Linked DNA regions of Macaca mulatta: region 1 is linked to region 2. Evidence: chromatin contacts called from public Hi-C data. All regions are on one chromosome and are shown on one strand. The core of a region is the stretch at or near the end of the contact, and the rest is flanking DNA. Distances in the headings are between cores, read along the strand shown. Region 1 holds the start of EGLN1 (egl-9 family hypoxia inducible factor 1). Region 2 holds the start of TSNAX (translin associated factor X).

Region 1 (6,588 bases), core at 2,348-4,847, 110 kb before region 2:
GGCCGAGCATGGTGGTGTGTGCCTACAGTACCAGCTACTCGGAAGCTGAGGTGGCAGGATAGCTTGAGCCTAGGAGGTGGAAGCTGCAGTGGGCCATGCTTATACACCTTGTACTCCAGCTTGGGCGACAAAGGAAGACCCTGTCTCAAAAAAAAAAAAAAAAATTACTCTGAATGTATCTCTATTGACCCTAATCTGATGCCTAACACACTGTGGTTGCTCAATATACGGTGGGTGGTTATTTTGACTGCCTTCTCATTTCCACAAAGCAAACACTCTTGTTTTTTAAGGAATATTTAAATTACACGTTGAAACACTATTACGAAAACTTCTTTAGGCCAAGAAGTATAATGAAAGGAATTCCAGAATATCATTTATAGATCCTGAAGTTGTGTTCCTAAAATTAATATAAGCAGAAGATCTAATCCAAAGAGTTTAAAGGTCATCCCTCCTTCATCCCATCCCTTATTACCTGCTAATATGTACAGTTAGGTGACTTAAAACCCCAACAACTAGAACTCTTGAGGAAGGAGGTAGCTATTTCTAACAGCATCCCTATGAGAAGCATTTGCTGTAAGAGCCAGGCTGTCTGCTGTCTCTTCTCTAAGGACAGGTGAAAGCAGGAAGACAAAAGAGTAAAGAGGTCTCAGCTTAACTTGGAAAGCTAAATTAACTAAGGAAAGCAGATCAAGAAAGATTTGGGACATCATCTTCTTCAAGAATCCAATTTAAGCTTATGTCCAACGATATACTTTGGTCAGTCTTCATAGCCCTATTCTCTCAAACTAACTTCTTTCCTGCTCTGGAGCTCGGGACTTTATGTTCAGATGTGATCCATGACAACGTTCTTTCTTAAAAATATCAACGCAAATCTAGTGAAAGACCAAGGCTGAGATTTCATCAGATCCCCCTTTCCCTTCCAGTTTAATATTATTCAACTGTTCCTTTTTAAGACTACAAGAAATCAAGACTTGTGCCTTCACCCAGCAATGAAGTGGCAATACGTAAATTAGATTTCACATTGTATTTTTCCCCACATTTTCATGTTTGTAACTTTCTCCCTGCCTATGTTCAGCCTTTCCGGCAGCCTGAGAATCACATGTAATGACTGTCAAAGTAAATGATCTGACGCACACATAAAAAAGAACCACTGGTTAAGAGTCAGCGTGTGTGTACAAACATGCAACTGTGATGCTCTCCCAGGTCAATCTCTCAAAACTCACAAAATCAGACAGAGACTGATGGTGAAGGAGGGCGGCCTGGGAGCAGCTATATACACAGAAAAGATCAAGATCTGAGAAGTAAAATGAAAAAAAGCTGCAAGAGAGTATTAAGGAGGAAAGAGTCTACTGTTTATCATGAAGGAGGAAAGAGCTAGGAATAGACTAGGTAGGAAGTGAAGAATCTGTGGAGGAAAAACCGCAACGGTAAAGAGAAAACAAAAACTCACCAAATTGGGAGGATAAAACGAGCCTCCTGCTCCAATTCCATGTTGTGGTTGTTTTTGTTTGTTTTGTTTTGTTTTTTTCCAGGAAGTTACAAAACAGTTTTCAACAGAAGGATTACATTAACAAAGCAAATAAAGGAAACTTATGCTAAAAATGTAGCCTACCTACACTGAGAAGTCTGAAAACGGAAATACTTCTTTCCCCTTTTTGTAAAGGGTTTCAAAACAGTAGGAACAGGGTAAGGGATAAGAGCTATAAGAGGGGGAGGTGAGTAGCCAAGCTCTTCCTGAATATAGACAGTCTTTCGACTAAATGCGTATTTTAAATTTACCTTTTTGTGGTCAGCTGGCAAACTCTTCACTGCACATAGCGTTTGACTCTCAATCAAAATGTGATGAGTGGTTCAGACACCATAGGAAATTCAAGAGCGTATGCAAACACAAGGCACATGCAGAACCAGGACTTGGTTTGGGTGGTACTCTAACACCCCCTCACTGGGTGGCTAAAACGCCACTAAGGTTTGAATTGTGACCAACAGTGAAATGGAAGAAAGAAAATAGCAAAGTTAAAGAGCCTACGTTTAGCCAGAAAACCATGCAATTAGCCGGAGAAGTTTGTGAACGGGCAGTAAGTGGAAAACAGCGGACACAAAGGGGCTAACTAGATAAACAGCCACTACAAATTCTGTCCGTCTTCCTTACGGGGTGCTACACAACGAGTCCCTTCTATACAGAGGAATGCTGCTTCTCAGCCTAGGCGGTTACAGTCGCAGGCAGGGACTGCCCGCCGAGAAGGGTCTGTCCAGCACAAACCCGCAGCACACACTTACTTTCGTCCGGCCATTGATTTTGTAGCTGCCCAGCTTCCCGTTACAGTGGCGGATCAGGTCGTCCATGCTGCTCATGAGCAGCCCAATGGTTTCGCAGCCGGGCTCCTTGCCCTCGATCCAGGTGATCTTATCGCCTCGGATATCCTTGGACGAGTCGCTCTTCTGGCTGACCAGCTGCCCGTCCGTGAACTTCCCGGTGTCGTGCAGGGCGCGCACCTCGTCGCCGATCTGCTGTCCGGTCTCCTTGCCGAGGAAGTCGTCCACCACACAGATGCCGTGCTTGTTCATGCACGGCACGATGTACTCGAGCGCCAGCTTCAGCGCCGGCAGGGGCTTCGTCTGCCCGTTGGGCCGCAGGCCGCCGCTGGGGCTCAGCGCATCCCCGGGCGTGTTGCTCGGGGGGTACAGGTTCGCCTTCTCCTGGAACAGCGATGAGCGGGCCGGCGGCTCCTCCTTCCCGGGCTCGGCCTCGGCAGCCACCGCCGAGCCCTGGCCGCCCGGGGCCGCGCGAGACGGCGACGCGGCCGCCGCGGGGTCGGCCGGGGGCTTGCCCTTTGCTTTTGCCTTGGCCGCGTCCCCGGAGGCGTTGTCCCGGCGCGCCGCTGCCTTCCTGGGCTCCCGGGCCCCGGCCCTGGGCGGCGGCGCTGCAACCGGCGGCGCGGGGCCGGAGTGCTGGTGCGGGCCCACTCCGGGGCCGAGGGCGCTCTCGCTGCCCTGGCACACGAGCTTGTGCTTCTTCCAGTCCTGACGCTGGTGCTCCTTGCAGCAGTAGAAGGAGCTGCGGCAGCGGCTGCAGCGCAGCAGGTTCTCCATCTTCCCGCACAGCTCGCAGTACTGCCGGTCTCGCTCGCTCGGGCTCGGCCCGCCGGGCCCGCCGCTGTCATTGGCCATGGCGGCGGCGGCGGCGGCGGCGGCGGCAGCGGCGGCGGCGGCGGCCGAGCAAGAGGGGTGGCGGCCGGACGGCCTCGCCCGAGGCTGGGGAGCGGGGAGAGAGATAGGGGCCGTTACTGCGCCATGTACCCACTACCCTCGCCTCAGGGAGGCCGGTACCCCGCGCCCTCGGCCCGGCCGCTTCCGAGTCCTAGTCTCCGGCGCAGCGCCGGCGGCCGCCTCAGCGCCTCATCGCTGCCGAGGGCTGAGAGAATGCGGCCTGTGCGGCGAATGGCAACCTGGACTCAAGCGCGCGGGCCTGGGGAGCGCAAGACCGGCCCTCTCCGCCGCCGCCGCCGCCGCCGCCTCAGCCTCCTCGGCGGCCCGGCCCAGGCTGTGGAGGAGCGTAGGGCATGCGGGCGCCACTCGCTCTGCGCGCTCTGCACGTACACCACGGCCCCGCGGCGACCCGGGCGGGCGGCGCGCAAGGGCGGAGGGGGCGGAGGGAGGGCCGGGGGGGAGGGCCGAGGGGCGGGGGCCGCCTGCGCTCCTCCGCACTCCGTGGGGCCGGGCCTCGGCCTCCGAGCTGGGTCGCCTGCACTGCCTCCGCCCAGGGCGGGACTGGGACGCGAGAGGCCGGTGCGCTACCTCAGCCTGCAGCGGCCTCCTTGGGGACGCCGAAGCGCAGGCCCGCGAGCTGCGGAAAGGCGTGGGGCAGCGCGGCAGCGCCTACACCTGCTGGGGGAGGGCGCCAGCCGCAAGCGGGTAGCGGAGCGGCGGCGGCGGCGTCGTAATCATGGCTGCTCTTCGTCGAGGCAGGCGCGGGGTGTGCGGGGCGCGCTCCAGTAAGGGTTGCAAGGTGGCTGTTGCTATCCTCATTTTGCAGAGGAGGAAACGGAAATTCAGAGAAGTGAAGTAACTTGTCCAAGGTCACGCAGAACTGGGACTGAATCCAGGAATCAGGCTCTCAGATTCCAAGGCTTTTTCCATTACACCATACAGTCTCTATTTCAAGAAGCCCTGAAATGGTTAAGAACAAAGTAAGTATTACTGTGGTGTTAATCCAATCTCTTGCGCCCCGTTTCAACCTAATTTAAAGGTAATGAAATTTGAGGATTTTAAAAAAATTAAAAACTCATTAAAACCTTTGAAATCCCGGTGACTTCAAAACTCCATGAAGAAATTTTGGGCTACCAAATTACATGAGGTAATCAATGCTCATTCCAATATCCAATTTAAACTGATGGAATTATTCCTGAAGAGTGAATTTTGGTGGTAAATGAGCAGTACTACATTAACAACTCTCACATTTATTTTTAATAGAATCTGTGCTGCGCGGATGAATACAATTCTTTGTTTTATAGAGCATAAAAACCTTACCAGAAATAAGCCAAAGATGTTTCTTTCTGCTGCTATTTATCTTAAGAATTAAAAGGCCTGTGATTTAGAGTTTAACAATCTTTATCGAACACTCTGGAAAATGCGGTGCTAGGCTTGTGTACCCCTTGAGTATACTGTAACTTTAGTCCTTGAAATGTAACCTTCCCAACTTACGAAAGCTGCAATATATATTTCAAAAGCAGGATATGAGGAATTTTTGTGAACCACATTGTAGAAGTTTAAAAAGAGGCTTGAATCCAAAAATATAAAACCTCTTCATCAAATATACAGAATTTAAAACTGTTAAAAAATTCTGCTGCATCCGTTTAATGGCATTCTGGGGATCCAATCAAGTGAGAGGATGATAATTCCGATTAGCTTGTCCTTTGGGAAACTGAGATTAAATCTACTCACATCTTCAAATTTCAAACCGAACTAAAAATCCAAGTTTCTGTAAATAATTTAGACCTGGACCTGTCTTATGTGTATCCCACTTTCCCAGAGCTTTATTAAATATAGTAAAATGTCATTGTTGCAGACATTACTAATTAGGCTGTTCAACAAATGTATTGAGAGTATACCATGTGCTAGACTATCCTTGACAAACAAATGAATTCGTCATACTACACTCAGAGACACACAGTCCAGTGCAGGAGACAGATATGTAAACAAGGACAATCCAGAGTTCAGAGTTTCCTAAAAGAGGGATGAATAGGATGGAATGGGAACACAGAAAAAGGAATTGCTAGCTCTGCCGTTTGCACTAATAAAATACAAGCAAATTCAGAAATTCTTAAAATGTAAAGGAGTTATCTCATGGCTTATGAAAATAAGCTTTTAAAAGATTTTTCATACACATAAATTAGTAAAGTGTAATTTAAATACAAGTAGAGTCTAATACTTCTTAGGCTTCCTTTTACTGTAGTAATTATAAATGATGCTTAATTATTCACAAGAGCAGGAACTTTACTAGGAGGACTCATTCCACAAACACTTGATTCTTCCAACAATTTCTTTTAAATTTACTATTTCAGTCTATGGTGTGTCCACAAATTATTTACCTCTCTATATGCTCTAGTAATACATTTTCATTGAAGTTTACTTAAAAGAATAGATTCCCTATAGCAAAACCTTTATTAGCTTTCTTGTTCCAATTAAGTATACAAAATCACAAATTGAACATGTATATCCTAAATATACTTAATCCATCAAATAGAACACTTGCAACATTTTAATGAATAGAACAGGCAAATACAAAATACTGATTTCAAATAGTTCCAAAGATCCTTGATTTCAGGATTTTCACCTATTCAGGCTTAATAATCTGAACTAATTGCAAGTTAGTGAGTTTTCACCACACCATATGCTGGTGAACAATCTTGTCACCAACAAGATTCTGGAACTCCAGTAGCATTGTCGCAGCCACCACTTACTCAGATGTTGTAGAGAGACTTCAAAATGTCATGCAAGTATTTATTTAATTTATTTATTTACTTATTTAAACTTTAACGGAAGGCAGCACAAAGGAATTTATCTTATAAACACATGTGGTGCTTGCTATTATGTGCCCAATCTGTGTTCTAAGCATTTTAAAAATATTAACTAATTTAATCATCATACAATGCTATGTAATGGGTACTATTATTCTACCAGTTTTACAGAAGGTGAAACAGAGAGTGAGGCAATGAATGTCCTTCCCAATCCTTAATATATGATTAGGAGCACTAGGTGGGTTAACTAATACTCTGGGGCAGACAAAGGCTTGTGTCTCTCAAAGCCAGAAATTATTACAAATGTTTTTTCTGCCCCTTACCTAATCAAGAGCAACTGTTCTAGAAACTGAAGAATGAATTAAAGAGTGCTTTCCTCTCCATATCATACCAAGTTAGACAAAAGCTAATTGTCCACCTATTTGGCTTCCCTTTGCTCTTCTGGCAGTATTAAGCTATAAAGAAGTAACCACTGTGAACTGACAAGAATTAAAAGAGGCAACGCTTATGTTAACTACAAGAACAGAGTTGAAGGAGGAAATGAATTTAGAAACGACTGTGTTGACTCTTG
Region 2 (6,670 bases), core at 2,248-4,747:
ATAGTAGCATGCGCCTGTAGTCCCAACAACCTGCGAGGCTGAGGTGGGAGGATCACTGGAGCCCGAGGAGGTCAAGGTTGTAGTGAGTGAGCCGTGGACTGCAGCTTGGGTGACAGAGTGAAACTGTTTAAAAAAAAAAAAAAAAAAAAAAAAAAGCAAGTAAAATCAACATCAGAGATAAGATGTTACTAAAAATCTTTACCTTCGTCTCCCTGACTTGGGGTGGTAGTCTTACTTTAAAAACAAACAAAAAACTGTTTTGCCAAGTACCAAAACTATGTTTACATCTGAAGCAATAAAACAAGGAGACAGGGTAGGGATGCAGGTTGTTACAGACATTGAAATCTATTTCCTGACAAAGGAGTAGCTACAAGCTGGGACACCTGGGGAAGCCTGGGGTAAATGCATATGCAAATAAGTGCTGAGAAAGTGCTCCTGGGATTCACCTCCCTTAAATACTTTCGGAAGTCATTATGGGTTATGAAACTTAGTGTTCTAATCATCATATTTACGGGAAAGAGTGGAAAGCAGTTCAGGTAACATAGCTGTAGTTGAACAGGGTAGGGCAGTAGTGGCTGGAGAAAGAAAAGAAATACAGTTGATCCAGGCTTTGGAAAGTTGAAATCTTGGGATGTGCTATTCCAGGAGAGTTAGGAAAAATACGCTTTCCTTCAATTATGGTACGGTAAAGTAAGTATTGACTCCGAAAATGTTCATAAGTACTGGCTTCCTTGGATCTAGAGGGAGTCATATTAAAATGGCTAGATTTGTATCAGAGCTGTCTTTTTTTTCTTTTTGGCATGATCAAGTCATTTCTAATCAGAGTAGGGGGAACACTGGTAGATGAGACGTCACTCAAATTCATGACAATTATTTGTTCAACATCCACAAAGCAAGTAGCCCAACAAGCAAGGTCCCCAGGAGCCTACTTTATCCTCAAGGAATCTGCTTAGTTAATTCACGTATTCCCAGAGCTGCAGAGGTATGAGTGGTGGTTACCTTCCTGCCAGAGCAGAACGTGCCTTGTAGTTACTGCCATATTCTAGCCAAGTTATTTCATTTACTGTTCCTTTGTTCCTAAATTAACAAGGAGAAAAGACTGTATACAACACATGACTACAATATAAAGGTTATTTAGAGAAAGCTTAAAATGTACTTGTGTTTTCTCTACTAGGCCTAGGGCATCCCACTTACCAAGCCTTGGCCTAAGTTTCTCTCTAGACGGTGCTGAATTGCCACCTAGTTACCCATCCTGAGGCCAGTGAGAGGTGACAACATGCTAGCAGCCCTTGCTCTTGGCACCTTCTTGGTCTCGGCATCCACTCTGGTGGTGCTTGAAGAGCCCTTCAACCTGCCACTGCACTGTGGGAACCCCTCTCTGGGCTGGCAGAGGCGGGAGCCGGCTCTCTCTGCTTGCCAGGAGATGTGGAGAGGCTCTGGCAGGAACCGGGGCTGCTCACAGGCCAGCGGAAGTTCTGGTGGGCGCGGGCTTCGCTGGCCCGCAGAGCGGCCAGCAGGCGCCGCTGGCCCAGGACAGTGAGGGGCTTAGCACCCGGACCAGCAGCTGCGGAGGTTGTGCCTGGTCTCCCAGCACCCCGGGCGCTGCGCTCAAATTCTCAACGGGCCTCAGCTGCCTCCCTGCAGGGCAGGGTTCAGGACCTGCAGCCCGCCATGCCCAAGCTCCCCCTCCGCCGCGGTCTCCCGTGCGGCCCAAGCCTCCCCGATGGGCGCCACCCCCTGCTCCATGGCGCCCAGCCCCATCGAGTGCCCAAAAGCTGAGGAGCACAGGTGTTGCTCAGGACTGGCGGGCAGCTCCGCCTGCAGCCCTGGTGCAGGATCCACTGGGTGAGGTCAGCAGGGCTGGTGGCGACCTGGGGAACTTTTATGTCCAGCTGAGGGATGTAAACACACCAATCAGCACTCTGCATCTAGCTCAGGGTTTGTAAATACACCAATCAGTACTCTGTGTCTAGCTCAAGGTTTGTAAATACACCAATTGGTACTCTGTATCTAACTAACCTAGTGGGGACTTGGATAACTTTTCTGTCTAGCTAGAGGATTGTAAATGCACCAATCAGCACTCTGTCAAAATGGACCAATCAGCACTGTCAAAATGGACCAATCAGCTCTCTGTAAAATGGACCAATCAGCAGGATGTGGGTGGGATCACATAAGGAAATAAAAGCAGGCGGGGCGGGGAGGGGGGTTTTTTCTGTATTGTGGAAGGTTTGTTCTTTCTCTCTTTGTGATGAACTCTTGCTGCTGCTTACTCTTTGGATTCATGCTGCCTCATGAGCTGTAACACTGTGAACCAAGGTCTGCAGCTTCACTCCTGAAGTCAGTGAGACCATGAACCCACCAGAAGGAAGAAGGTCCAGACACATCTGAACATCTGAAGGAGCAAATTCCAGACACACCATCTTTAAGAACTGTAACACTCACTGCAGGGGTCTGCGGCTTCATTCTTGAAGTCATGGAGACCGAGAACCCACCAATTCTGGACACACCAGGAACGTGATTCTTCAACAAACGTTGACGGAGGCTTACATGGGGCCAGACCACAGCACTGAAAAGCACTGGGGCTAGTGGGGGAACAAAGTCTAGATATGGCAGTAGCTGCCCATAATGAGAGACCCACAGTTTAGTGGAATACACCTATTACCTTTCTTTCATTTTGTGTGGGAGAGAAGTATGGTATTTAATATTTAATTGAGCAGTTATATGTGAAAGAGCATCTTCGTGAGCCTTAACTCCTTTCATCCTCAAATAACCCTACAAGGCAGGTATTCTATCCCTATGTTACAGATAAGGAAACTGAGGCAGAGAAATTGCATGCTTCATCAAGGTCACACAACCACTCCGTGAGGCAAACTGAACACAGGCTGTCTGGCTCCTGAGAGCCAGTGGGGAGGAGGGAGACCCGAAGGGCAGGCTTGATCTTCCTGAAAACAGTACCAGCACCATCCACTGATCGATTCGCATATTTCCATCACTTAAAGCTCCTGGCCTCACTGCCAGGAATAGAAAGTTAAAAAAACTCCTAGCTCTGTAAGGTTTTGCCTGGATCCTGAAAAAAACCTTCCCACGTGCTCCGAGGAGCTCCAGGGAGGCCTCCCTTCTTTCTCACAACCCTGGCCCGGGGCACCAGAGGGCCTGCTCCCGCGGACGAACTACAACCCCCACAATGCACCGCGCGGAAAGCTGGGTCCCCGCTGAGGGAAGGGTAAGGTGTCCCGAAGGTCCCTTCATTAAAAAATTACGTACTTTTTTTTACGTCGCTTTCCCACGATCACACAGATCTCAGTTCCAGGAAGACGCATCGTCTTTTTATTAATAGTACATGCTGTGAGTCGTGTAGAGTAGTTTTTGTCTTCAGGCATAGCAGAGGGCGGCCGCGATAATACACAGTCGCGGGCGTCCCTGGACCACGCGGGGCTCGGAGCCAGCAGCAGCGGCCTCCCTCCGCCCCCACCGGACGCAGGCCGGAAGTACGCGACGGGAGACTTCCGGCCACTGCGTTGTAGTCGCCGGGCTGCAGAGCGGTCTTCCGCCGGCTGTTTTCCCAGGCTAGCTGGGCCTGTACCTCGCGCACTCCTCTGGCTCCTGGTCCTTCAGTCTCCGCTCGTCTCACCGTAGGCTGTGACGACATGAGCAACAAAGAAGGTGGCGTCCTCAACAACACGGGGCGTTATTTATCCAGAGGGGGAGGTTCTCCACTCTTTCTATGCCGTTTTCCCCTTTTCACTCTTGAAGGATGCCTTCGTGCCTTGCAGACTCGGGGGCGGCAGCTCTGGTTCTCTCCCCGGCCAGATTGGCCCTGTTTACACCTCCTTTTTTATTAAATCTTTGAGGTGTGATTTTATCCTAGTTTAGTAGTTGCTGTAATGCCAGATCATAGCACTAGTTGGTGGAAGCTTGGATGGTTTGCGTGGAAAGGCCTGGGCAGCGTCTCTGTCAGTCTGCGGAGAAAGCCTCTAAGGCGAGGGCCCTGTGCGTGTCTGGTTTTAAAGCAAGGAGAACGTTTGCCTATGTTCTGTTTTGCAAACTGTTGGTGATGGAAGATCTCTAACTTTTTTTCTTCTCTATATAAGGATCAGGAGGGTTCAGGAAAAGGAAACATGACAATTTCCCACATAACCAAAGAAGAGAAGGGAAGGATGTTAATTCATCTTCACCAGTGATGTTGGCCTTTAAATGTAAGTTCTCTGCAATGTAAGTTGATGAAGGGGAGAGAACAAAATTATGTAGCCATGATTATGCGCAAGAAAACAGTCCCTAAGAATGTGGATGTGAAACTTTAGCTGGAAGTTTTGTGATGGTGCTAGAACTACCCTAAAAGTCTGGATTACAAAGGCCTTCACTTTTATGTCCCATTAAGAGAAATATTAATATTAGTAATCAGGTAAACATGACTTAAACACAAGAAACAGTAAACATTAGCTAATATTAGACATGTCACATACTCAAGAATTGTGTACCTGATAATATTTATTCATCTGTTATATGCTAAAATATATTTTCATTTATTGTGTATCCTCTACTAGGCTTGAAGTCAAGGAGGGTATCTTTGTTTTAACTAACACTTTGCACAGAATAGGAGCTTGTATCTATTAGTACATCTTGTGTGTCTATATACACAGATTTTCACAGTCCTCTTTTCTCAGCATATTAACTTGGACAAGTTATTCCTCATTTCAAAACAAACATAAAACAAAGTTCTCTTCCTTTTGTCCTCCTCTTATCCACTATCCTGTACCTTACATTTCTGTGATTAAGGAATCTGGGAAGGGCTTAGCTGGTTGATTCTGATTTGCAATCACCTGAAACCTTGATTGGGGCTGAAGGATCCACAGCTGTTGACAGTTCAGGCCTTTTGCCTGCAACCAGCTCTCTGTTCCTGTCCACATGAACTTGTGCTGCTTGGGTGTCCTTTGGTGTGGCATCTGGTCTCCTTCAGAGAGAGTGCAAGGAGGAAACCACAGTCTCCTTATGTCCTAATCTTAAACATCAGACACTGTCATTTTGTCACATTTTATATATTAGATAAAAACTGTCTCAGGTTGAAGGGGAAGGAAATTATGTCCTACCCTTTGGAGGAAGGAGTCTCAAGTGTTTTGTGGATATATTTTAAAACCACCACAGTATCTACTGTGATCTTCAGAAGTTTAAGACAGCTGGCTGTAATTGAATAAAGAGCATACGGATACAGAAGGTGGAGTTGCGGCTGGGCGTGGTGACTCACGCCTGTAATCCCAGCACTTTGGGAGGCCAAGGCAGGTGAATCACGAGGTCATGAGTTTGAGACCAGCCTGGCCAACATGGTGAAACCCTGTCTCTACTGAAAATACAAAAAATTAGCTGGGCGTGGTGGCGGGCGCCTGTAGTCCCAGCTACTTGGGAGGCTGAGGCAGTAGAATCGCTTGAACCGGAAACACCGAGGTTGCAGTGAGCCCAGATCGCGCCATTGCATTACAGTCCCGGCGACAGAGTGAGACTCCATCTCAAAAAGAAGAAAAAGAAGGTGGAGTTGCTTCTAAGGTGGTGTCCTCATTACCTGTCTGCTGAACTACAATTTTCTTTTTTTTTTTTTTTTTTGAGACAGAGTCTCACTCTGTCTCATGCCTGGCTAATTTAAAAAAATTTTTATTGTAGAGACAAGGTTTTGCCATGTTGCTTAGGCTGGTCTTGAACTCCTGAGCTCAAGCAGTCCGCCTGCCTCGGCCTCCCAAAGTGCTGGGATTACAGGCATGAGCCACTGCGCGTGGCCTGAACTACAATTTTCTTTAAGACCTAGGTCAAGTAGCTTCTTTCCTATGAACCCGTTCTGATTTTTCTCTAAAGCCGACTTAGTGACCATCATGAAATATTGAGTATCTGCTATGTTGTACCATGTATTAGTAGTGAATAAGAAACATGGTTTCTGCTTTCCTAAGTTTTTTACATATATTTGTTATAGCATCATTACATTCTATTTGTTTACAACTCTGTCCCTTATATAGGACTGAGCTCCTTGAGGATAGGAACTCTACCTTATCTAACTTTATGTTCATAGTATCTGACTTACAGTGGTCATTAATGTAGCCATAATAAATAATACATATTGATTATGTTAACCCTGGCCTAATTATTATCTTAGTAATAAGAGACTAGATATATTTAGGTCCTTGTCAGCTACTAATTTAGTTAATAGTTTAAGTTCTCTTTTTTCAGTTCATGCAGTATACATGATTGAGCGTTTCCTATAGGCCAGGCAACATGTGGGGCAGTGCAGTGAAAAGACTTTGGAAATAAAGGCGTTATTAAGACAGTTAAGTGGTTTAAGGGTATTTCAATGTATAGAGCTTGATAAATTCAGAAAGTTTATACTTGAAATTTGCCAAGTAAGTAGATTAAATGTTTTTACCACAATTAACTGGGCATGATGGCATGCACCTGTAGTATGCTTTTAGTCCTAGCTACTCTGGAGGGGCTGGGGCAGGAGGACTGCTTGAACTCAGAAGTTTGAGGCTGCAGTGAGCTGTGATTAGGGCCACTGCGCTCTAGCCTGGGCAATGGAGACCCTGACTCAAAAGGAAAAAAAAGCTAACTGTGTGATGTGATGGCTATTTTAATTAGCTTGATAGTGGTAATCATTGCACAGTTTATATCAAAGTGTCACATACTACATATA

The links. Hi-C and Micro-C count contacts between places; a contact is called where the count stands out from the background.
Region 1: a contact with region 2 is called in a Hi-C map of prefrontal cortex, with 5 times the contacts expected there. The contact joins the promoter of EGLN1 here to the promoter of TSNAX in region 2. A contact is called at or near these places in 5 of 14 Hi-C or Micro-C datasets (CD4 T cells, fetal cortex germinal zone, fetal cortical plate and 2 more).

Annotation. Positions count from the first base shown.
Region 1 is chr1:17,608,218-17,614,805 of T2T-MMU8v2.0, reverse strand. EGLN1 (egl-9 family hypoxia inducible factor 1) reads right to left here and starts at 3,597. Exons shown (of 4, transcript XM_028849705.2): 1 at 2,278-3,597. The coding sequence starts at 3,168.
Region 2 is chr1:17,496,717-17,503,386 of T2T-MMU8v2.0, reverse strand. TSNAX (translin associated factor X) reads left to right here and starts at 3,497. Exons shown (of 6, transcript NM_001261354.1): 1 at 3,497-3,663; 2 at 4,092-4,196. The coding sequence starts at 3,648.